Linked DNA regions of Mus musculus: all the other regions are linked to region 1. Evidence: chromatin contacts called from public Hi-C and promoter capture Hi-C data. All regions are on one chromosome and are shown on one strand. Each heading gives the region's core, a stretch centred on a gene start, on an enhancer-like site or on the middle of the called end of the contact. The rest is flanking DNA. Distances are from core to core; before and after follow the strand shown.

Region 1 (3,066 bases), core at 396-2,895:
TACATATGTAATCCAGCAGTGTAGGACACCAGATGTTTCAGGCATTATTTTATTTAATGTTTGCAATGTTTTTGTTTTGTTTTGTTTGTTTTTAGAAAGATACTTGCTCTCCTCATTTTACAGCTATGGAAATTGGGAATGAGAGAGGCTAAGTTGTGATGGAGAGTTTTCTTGACAGAAGGAAAATGGTTGAGCTATTAAGGTGATACATTATGTATGCCCAAATTCACCCAAGATAAACAGATGGGGTGCCATAGCAGTGACTCAAGTAGATAGAAAGAAAAATGCTTATAGTGGGGACAGTGTGGGAAGATTTCACAGCCTTTATCAAGCTTGGACTGCAAGCTGGGACAGGCCCAATAGTTGAAGATAAGAACATGAAGGAAAGCTAAGTTTTCCCTGCAACCAGCTGGCTTTTCCCATAGCCTCGGGCAGCTCAGGGATTTCTCATTCCCAGCATAAACCCTGGAAGACTCTATTTACAGTTTTACAAATTAAAGCCATAAAAACAAATTTTAATTAGCAATCTTATGTCAGCATTGACACTTACAACAGCATGTGATGTTTAATAATAGTGTATAATTCTAGTTGAGTTTTTTAAGTGTCAAAGTCCTGCTTGAAGTGCTTTTCCTGCATTCTCTCATGTAGTACTCCCCAGATTGTATAACAGTTTTGTCACAGAGAAGATGAGAGTCTCCATTCCAGACAAGAGAATAGATTTCTCTTATGCTGTATTTTTAAGATTTTTTTTATCACTGTTAATTACATGTATGTGTGTATGACTGTGTGTGGTTGTGTGTGTATGAGTTCAGGTGCCAAAGCAGGCTAGAAGCGTTGAATTCCTGGAACCTAGGGTTACAGATGGATGGGAGTGCCTGGCTTGGTACTGGACACTGCAAGGGCACTGTGTGCTTAAGTGCTAACCCACAGCTCCATGTCCCACACCTGGGAATAAAAAGAAAAACACATTCTCATAATATTTCTGTCTTTAAAGAAACAAAATTTCTTACTACAGATGGCCCTAGGAAACTCTTTTCTTCTTCTTCTTCTTCTTCTTCTTCTTCTTCTTCTTCTTCTTCTTCTTCTTCTTCTTCTTCTTCTTCTTCTTCTTCTTCTTCTTCTTCTTCCTCTTCTTCTTCTTCTTCTGTTGTTTCTGGCTTTTCTTTTTAAAAGGGTCTACTCCATGTGTAACACAGCAATATAAGGCCCCATGCCCTGCTTCAGGAGTTATTACATTTAATCTTCACAACATTCCTTTTTAAAGACCTCATTGACCTCGTTTTGAGTCAGAAAAATTGAGGCTGAGAGAGAAGTTATACTCAGAAAAATAATCTCTTGCTAACAAAATATTTAAAATCTAGTAAGAAGATGTGTTATGTTGGTAAGATGAGCTTAAGCAACAAGACAGAGTACAACAGTGACTCGGGAAAGGTAAAAAACTTTAAGATACTCCAAGAAAAATAATGTGGGAGGATCTTACAGATAAGGTACATCAAGCCTGGGCTGGCACAGTGGAATACTGTCAACAGTTGGAGAAAAGGAAAGTCCCAAGAGATATCAGCATTTCTATCAAATTATGCAAATATTCTGGCCGTGATTCAAATTCCCGAGCGAGGCACACACATAAATGCCCTTCTGTGCTGCTCCTTCTCACTGGAGCAGTGCGACCATGGTGCCAGGGCTGCAGGTCCTTCTGTTCCTCACCCTGCATCTCCTGCAGAACACAGAGAGCTCCATGGTGCATCTCAACAGCAATGGATACGAGGGTGTGGTCATTGCCATTAACCCCAGTGTGCCAGAGGACGAAAGGCTCATCCCAAGCATAAAGGTAAGAAGGGGTTTTATTGTCAGGTCAATAATTCTGTTGCCTGCACATCCAAACTCACACACACAGTTACACACTCACACACACAGTTACACACTCACACACACGGTTTTACCCTCCCAAGGGGCGCTTTGACCGTCTTCATCATGCCTGCAGTATTATCTTCAGTCATGATGGGAATCTGCCTAGCATTATATTTTATTATATAATAAAATCTGTGTTTAACCTGTTAATAATTTATTAACTTGATAAGGTAAGAGACTTCAGAAGAAGAAGAGTTCTCACACTTTATCTTAGTAATGTTGGTTTACACAGTCTATACAGCAAATGTCCTGCCCACTCCTCCAGCTGCTCCTACGTGCTCAACTTTGGAAAACCGAAAATCCTTACCTATCTTACCTTGAAGGAAAACTTACACATGCTTAAAGCTGATGTGTTTCTAATTGCACTTGTTTAATAAAAATGTTTGCATCCTGTGTACTTTGTCCATAGGTCCTTGCAACATCTCCATGCAGTGCTTAGGAGCAGAAGGCTGGGTTCCTCTAAAAATTGAATGAATTATTTGTAGGATTGTAGCAAGTAGCAGGCAGAAGCAAACCAGTCTTATTTGTCTTTATTATTAGCTCTTGAGCCATGCCAGAGTGACTCAATGGGTTATAAATATAGCTGTGTATACATATGTGTAACAATAATAATTGAAGATGAGGTCGTGAATTTGTTAGGGAGAGTGAGGGTTGTGGGAGGAATGGGGGAAGGGTGTAGACACATTCGTATATAAAGTTTACCCAAAAAATGTGTGTTTTTTTAATAATCTGGTCATTTATTTATATGCTCTACTTGGGCAGTAACTCAAAATAAAACAAAAGCAATTTTAATTAACATAGAATATAATAATTACCAGACCTTAAGTTCCCTGTGAGTTTGAACAATGCAATTGTAAAAAAAATTGATTAACACACCACTTGCCTGCAGACTTCTGACTTTCATCCCTGTTATGCCTCACGTCGCATCTCCAATCCAACTGCCACCTGGAGGGGTGGGCAGGTGAAGGTCAGGGTTAGCTTTGGGCATGTGGAAATGAGTTTACGGATCCAAGAGATTCAGTTAAATGTATCCCAGTTTTTCAGTTACTCTGTGCACACACACTTGAGGAAGAGGAGCCTCCGTTTGCTTCTTCTGGTTTATGTATAGATGATTTATGCTCAGTTTGTTTCGAGATTGCTACCACAATGCACTTTTCA
Region 2 (3,066 bases), core at 242-2,741, 190 kb before region 1:
TTGAATAAATTTTAACACAGGTGAAGTAAGAATGAACCCACCACGTCCTGAAACTAGTTATGTTCAAGACAAGCAGCTGTGCTTCAGCAGGACATCTTCAGGGGGATCGTTTGTGGCCACCAATGTCCCCGCAGCAGCTCCCATTCCTGACCTCTTTCCACCCTGTCAAATCACTGACCTGAAGGCCAGCATCCAAGGGCAGAACCTGGTGAATCTGACGTGGACGGCTCCTGGGGATGACTACGACCACGGGAGAGGTGAGACTGATGCGCAGACCCTAGAGAGGCGCTCACCCACCAAGCAGAGGTTGTGCTGGGAGGAGGAGAAGACAGAAGGCGGGAATCTCAAATGGCTTCTGAAATTAAAGGCACACGGTTTTTTAAATCTAAGAAGCCGACCTTCTTAAGTAACAAGATGTTTTTATGTAGGAAAAGAAAACTTCAGGATTTTGTGTTTCATTTTTGTCTGTCTGTTTGTTTGTTTGTTTCTGACGAATACGTTTTTTTAGAGTTCCTAGAAAAAGACTCTAGAATAGAGAGTAAATATCTTTGAAGGAAATTTCCCCACTTGCTAGACATTGACTCTCAAACATAAAAGTTAGGTCTGGGGTAGAGCCTACGCTCCTCTGTTTCTAGAACGCATTTATGAAATGTATGGGCAGCTGTCTGACCTGAAGAACTAGGATCTGTGTTTTAAGAACCTTATAAATTAGAAGCTGTGTTTTAAGGTCCTCTGAGCATGTTAGTGTTCAAGAAACACTAGCACCAACCTCCCTTCCAAGTAAAGGAGTACTAAGCAATGAGCACCCTCCTTTCCCAGCCAAGCACCAGGCTCAGATACTTTGACAGAGGCTTTGAGCCATCATTGAACCAACTTTGCTAAGAGTAACATGTGTGCACAGTAGGTGACAGCCCTTGTAAATACGGTTACTCAGTTCCATTCATCTGTTGTAACGTCATTGAGATGATGTAATTCCTAATAGTTTTTAAAGGTTAAGACTTGATCATTACATCCTCTCTCACTACTTTAATTTTTATTTTTTATTTAAGCTTCCAACTACATCATCCGAATGAGCACCAGTATCGTTGATCTCAGGGACCACTTCAACACCTCACTCCAAGTGAACACTACCGGTCTTATCCCCAAAGAGGCCAGCTCTGAGGAAATCTTTGAGTTTGAACTGGGAGGCAACACTTTTGGAAATGGCACAGATATCTTCATTGCTATCCAGGCTGTGGATAAGTCCAATCTGAAATCAGAAATCTCCAACATTGCACGGGTGTCTGTGTTCATCCCCGCTCAGGAGCCGCCCATTCCCGAAGACTCAACTCCCCCTTGTCCTGACATCAGCATCAACAGCACCATTCCTGGCATCCACGTGCTGAAGATAATGTGGAAGTGGCTAGGGGAAATGCAGGTGACACTAGGTTTGCACTGAATTTTCAGGCAAGAAATCAACCAGTCATTCCTTTCACTGGAGAATTTTCTAAAAATGTACTTTAGACTTCCTGTAGGGGGCGGTATAGTAACACTCGAAGCTGTAAAACTGGGTCTGGGTGCATTAAAAATTATCTGTTCAAATACAAAAGTTTTATCACTGCTCGGTCTTTGGATGGTAATTTGAATGCTTGCAAGTGTTGCTTGTATCAGAAGATGGGAGTAGATTTGAATTTGTCCTAAGGAACTCAGTCAGCTAAAAATAAGACTCAATTGCAGTTAATCTACTAACTAGTAAACTATCAGAAATGCCTACCAAACTATTTAAATACAAGAGTTCTGGTTTCTTATTTAGGACCTTGGACTAACATCAGCAAGAATGTGTCTTCTTTTCTTCTCATTCTCATTCATCGGAATGAGGATGAGACAGGTATGGAAGGGAGAAATTACACATTGGAGGTCCCATTGGGTTTAGAAATGCATACTATGTGCCTGAATGCACATAGTCAGTGATGCTTAAAGCCACAGTGGAAAGAAATGAGAAGAGGTAGGTAGATTCAGGGCGAGTGATAAAGAAATTATAATATATTTCATAATCTTTTTTTACAAATATTCTATTAGCAAGAGGAAGAGAATGAGCCTGGTGTGGGCTTTTGAAACCTCATCTCTCACCCCTAGTGAAATACCTTTTCCAAAGGCCTTGCCTAATCTTCCCAAAACAGTTCTACCAGCAAAGGACCAAGCGCTTAAATATGGGAGCCTATGGGAGCCACTTGTATTCAAACCACCACAACAGCTTACAAATATGAGCTTAATTAACGATACTCAGGTAAACCCATGGATGATGCCCAACTGCTAATAAAATAAGCCATTATTTCTACAGACATCCAGGAGGTATTTCTTTACTTTCAGACCTTCCTTATAAGAAAACAGACTTTTAGGGCAAGCAAAGTCACAAGTAACAGCGAAAAGCAGATAAAAGAGACTTATTCAGTGTCCGGCACACTGGGAAGCAAAAGAAGTCTAGGGATCGTCCTCCCCATTTCCATATTCAAAGCACTAATGTGGGGTTTCATTTAAATAGGAGGTGGAGTCTGGGTCAAGATGTGGCCCTGTCCATCAGTGATCCAGGATTGTCAGTCATGCAAAGTGCTCTATGAGCTGTCAAACCTGGGTTCCAAGAGACAAGTCCTTCCTCTAGCAAGAACCAAGACTGGGAAGTCTTTCCCTTTTTCCAAAAACAGACTCTGAAAATTCCAATTCTTTAGGGATTGTCTTTTGTTTTGTTTTGTTTTGTTTGAATTAGGATAGAATTTTATTTTTATTAGATATTTTCTTTATTTACATTTCAAATGTTATCCCCTTTCCTGGTTTACCCCTGGAAGCCTCCATCCCATCCCCCTCCTCCTGCTTCCATGAGGGTGTTCAAGCACCCACCCACCCACTCCCACCTGCTTGCCCTGGCATTCGCCTACACTGGGGCATCAAGTCTTCACAGGACCAAGGGCCTCTCCTCTCATTGATGTCCAACAAGGCCATCCTCTGCTATATATATGGATGAAGCCATGGGTCACTCCACTTAGTTAGGATTACGACTGCTGTGGCGAAAACCATGATCAAAATGCAAGT
Region 3 (3,066 bases), core at 286-2,785, 160 kb before region 1:
TAAATAAGATATTACACTGTCCCCTCAAAGGGTCAGGGAACACCACAAGAGGGGACATAAGGAATGAAGCAGCTGGTTATGAAATCATTCCTTCAGAGCATGACACAGACATTGTAATCAAAATCTAACAGGAGATAGGGCTGCCTGCACAGGGTGTCACAAGATTGGGCCTGTCAATCAAGGATCAGGGAGGGGCTCAAGGGGCTTTGCTTTCTGGGCTAACTATAGGCTCTTGATGCTTTCTCATGGAGAGGCTGTCACTGTTTTCAGTTGTATACTCATGACGAGCTCACTGGCCTCCAACATAGATTCCTGAGCCATGGCCTCATAGATGGCCCTAACTGAACTTAGCAGGTCACAAAGCAAAAAAAGATGTGCATGTAGCTATGCCAGAAAGATTTTGCTGACAGGACCCTGATATGGCTCTCTCTTGTGAGGCTATGACAGTGCCTGGCAAATACAGAAGTGGCTGTTCACAGTCAGCTATTGGATGGAACACAGGGCCCCTAACGAAGGAGCTAGAGAAAGTACCCGAGAAGCTAAAGGGGTCTGCAGCCCTATAGGTGGAACAACAATATGAACCCCCCAGTACCCTCCCTCCTACCCACTAGAGTTCAGTCTGTAGCTGCATATATAGCAGAGGAGGGCCTAGTCGGCCATCAATGGGAGGAGAGGCCCTTGGTCTTGCAAAGATCATATGCCCCAGCACAGGGGAATGCCAGGGCAAGGAAGCAGGAGTGGGTGGGTTGGGGAGCAGGGTGGAGGGAGGGTATAGGGGGCTTTAGGAATAGCATTTGAAATGTAAATAAAGAAAATATCTAATAAAAGAAAAGAAGAAAAACATGCATGTAGCAACCGGACTTGTAGGGAGGTAGGGAGAGAGGGTGACTGGAGATGTGGGAAAAGAAAACAGAATGGGTTATGTGTGTTCTTTCAAAGATCAAATTCAGTTATTTAAATTCTATGTTGTGTATCCTTCCTCAACAGTGACGAGCAAAGTATGACGTTGAAAAACAAGTTCTATTCCTATATAGTAGGGATGGTCTGTTTGTTTGCTTGCTTGTTTACTGTGATAACTCGACTTTATCAAATCTCCTTAAATGTAGGAGATGCTTTACAGCCTTGTGTTTCAAGCTCATTTTACCTAGCATTTTATTTATATCATTATTGTATAGATGACAGAGAGAATAGGTAATAAGTGATTTGCTCTTTAAAATGCAGGCAGGGCTCTAGAATGGATAAACATTTTATTGTGGTTTTATTTTATGATCCTATTCTATAAAAATAAGAAAGTCTTTGTGTATGCTTAGGAAATTAACTGAAAATGGGAAGCAGCATATTGTGTCTCAAGAAGAAAGGATGCTATGTATTTTATAATTTTCTGATCACTTTAAACAATACCAAACAAAAAACTGTTATGTAACCTGGCTATGTGTATCCTATACATGAACATTGACCTTTAAACAGTCACCATCCCTCAATGAGCTAACAGGTGATGTTTAGGAGTATATATAGACCTGCCAAGAGACACAGAGAAACAAAGGCCTCTGGGTGACCAGGCTGGAATGATGGCTTTCTCCAGAGGGCCTGTTTTCCTCCTCCTCCTCCTGTACCTGCTTTGGGGGTCAGACACTTCCTTGATAAGGCTGAATGAGAATGGTTATGAAGACATCATTATTGCCATTGATCCTGCTGTGCCAGAAGATACAACAATAATTGAACACATAAAGGTAAGAAAATCAGGCTTTCTCCTATTTGAGTTATGAAGAATAAAAATGTTAATAGTAATAGTAAGAGTTACTGTGAAAACCTCTGAATGCTTTGAGAAGTTTGAAAACAGAGCAGACAGTTTTAGAAGGCATGGAGTGAGATGAAGGCTCTAACACATTCCAGATGAAGGTTCTAGAGGTTCTAGAAGAGATATGATCTTCTCACCTTAAGATCAAAGACAAAGCAGAGAGCCTCTGTGATCTCAGCCTCCTTGTCTGTCATTTAGAAGTTGGATTCTCATTCTGTTTTTGTAATTTTTTTAATTATTGTGCATGCATACACATATGCTTGTTGAACCATTGAGGAAAGAGAAGTAACTGAAAAGAGAAAGGAAATATAGGTATGCCTTCTTTTCCAGGACATCAGTAATATCAGAGTGAGTGGGAGAGTAGGTATGAGGTTAGTAGGTTACTGTGGAGCACGCTGCCTCAGAAGAGCAAGGCAAAGCAGAGCACAGCTGTAATAGGCAAGAGTGTAAGTCACTGTTTCCTGCAGGGAAGCCCTCAGAGAAGCCCCACTGATGATATGACATGTGAGCAGACGCCAAGACGAGAGCCTTATGTGGGTAATAGCAGGTCACATAATCAAGGAAACAGTGAATAAGCTGGAGGAAGGGTGTCTGTCTTACACTGAAGCTGGGAGAGGCTTATGCACAGAGGCAGAGCCCAGAGCTTTGGAAAGTAATGAGACTCCATGAAAGAGCTTAGTGGAGGATGTGGACCCTTTGGGGTCTATTCTATGACCGCTCTGTCTACCTGAAACCATAGAAGGCTCACTCATATCACATCACTGTATGAATGTAGGATAGGGGTGAAGAAGGAGCCAGGCTGTGGTTATGAACAGGAGTGTTGACTGGGACAAGGTATGAGGAGTGATTCAAGTGATGCTGAACATATTTGGAAAGCATGAAAGACAACACTCTTGTGAAATGTTAAGAGGCAAGGCAAACTTTCCAACTTTGGCTTAACTACTTGTAGAGAACTTTCATCAGCTGGGAAGGGAAACTATAACAAAGAGCTGTGCCTGGGGAGGAGGAGCTAGCTCGAGGTGGTTACAGATTGAAGTCCTTTTTGGCATCCATGACATCTGAATTCATGGGGAGATGTAAAATGTGTACTTAAGTGAAAATTAGAGTCGATCAGTGTGTGGAGGGTGTGAGCCCACCAAGTGGTTGCAAACAGAGGGAGAGGCCCCCTCACTGATCTTAGGACTTTAGGTTGCTAAAGTCTCTTCCAACCCCAACATTCCATGTAAAGACTGCCATTTCAGCTACATGATCATTTCTCCCATCCTCAG

What was found. Promoter capture Hi-C pulls out the DNA fragments that hold promoters and counts their contacts. A called contact is a pair of places that touch in the nucleus more often than the background predicts.
Region 2: a Hi-C map of pancreatic cancer cells shows a contact between it and region 1, with 4 times the contacts expected there. The contact joins the enhancer-like site here to the promoter of Clca3a2 in region 1. A contact is called at or near these places in 14 of 39 promoter capture datasets (the 3T3-L1 cell line, 3T3-L1-derived adipocytes, the C10 cell line and 8 more), 3 of 15 datasets of contacts at CTCF or cohesin (hippocampal excitatory neurons, pro-B cells and stem cell-derived epiblast-like cells), 70 of 484 Hi-C or Micro-C datasets (the AML12 cell line, the C2C12 cell line, the CH12 cell line and 32 more), 6 of 115 datasets of contacts at active chromatin or transcription factors (embryonic stem cells, intestinal crypt epithelium and pancreatic cancer cells) and 5 of 9 other capture datasets (adipose tissue, embryonic stem cells, liver and 2 more).
Region 3: a promoter capture Hi-C map of the SN4741 cell line shows a contact between it and region 1, with 4 times the contacts expected there. The contact joins the promoter of Clca4a here to the promoter of Clca3a2 in region 1. A contact is called at or near these places in 14 of 39 promoter capture datasets (3T3-L1-derived adipocytes, the SN4741 cell line, Sertoli cells and 8 more), 1 of 484 Hi-C or Micro-C datasets (cerebral cortex), 5 of 115 datasets of contacts at active chromatin or transcription factors (embryonic fibroblasts, embryonic stem cells and intestinal villus epithelium) and 4 of 9 other capture datasets (adipose tissue, embryonic stem cells, liver and 1 more).

The regions. Positions count from the first base shown.
Region 1 is chr3:144,818,073-144,821,138 of GRCm38.p6, reverse strand. Clca3a2 (chloride channel accessory 3A2) reads left to right here and starts at 1,645. Exons shown (of 14, transcript NM_030601.3): 1 at 1,645-1,828. The coding sequence starts at 1,670.
Region 2 is chr3:145,003,071-145,006,136 of GRCm38.p6, reverse strand. It overlaps Clca1 (chloride channel accessory 1), which reads left to right. Exons shown (of 14, transcript NM_017474.2): 13 at 21-257; 14 at 1,050-1,600. The coding sequence ends at 1,438. Among named protein-coding and RNA genes, the nearest start is that of Clca1, 28 kb to the left of the region's middle. Within about 2 kb of position 1,491, at least 2 of the 459 cell types and tissues checked have an H3K27ac peak or open chromatin away from gene starts, as enhancers often do. A contact at or near this core is called in pancreatic cancer cells, where this site is marked.
Region 3 is chr3:144,973,514-144,976,579 of GRCm38.p6, reverse strand. It overlaps Clca4a (chloride channel accessory 4A), which reads left to right and starts at 1,535. Exons shown (of 14, transcript NM_207208.3): 1 at 1,535-1,730. The coding sequence starts at 1,566. All of the region lies in intron 2 of Gm35066 (a long non-coding RNA gene), which reads right to left.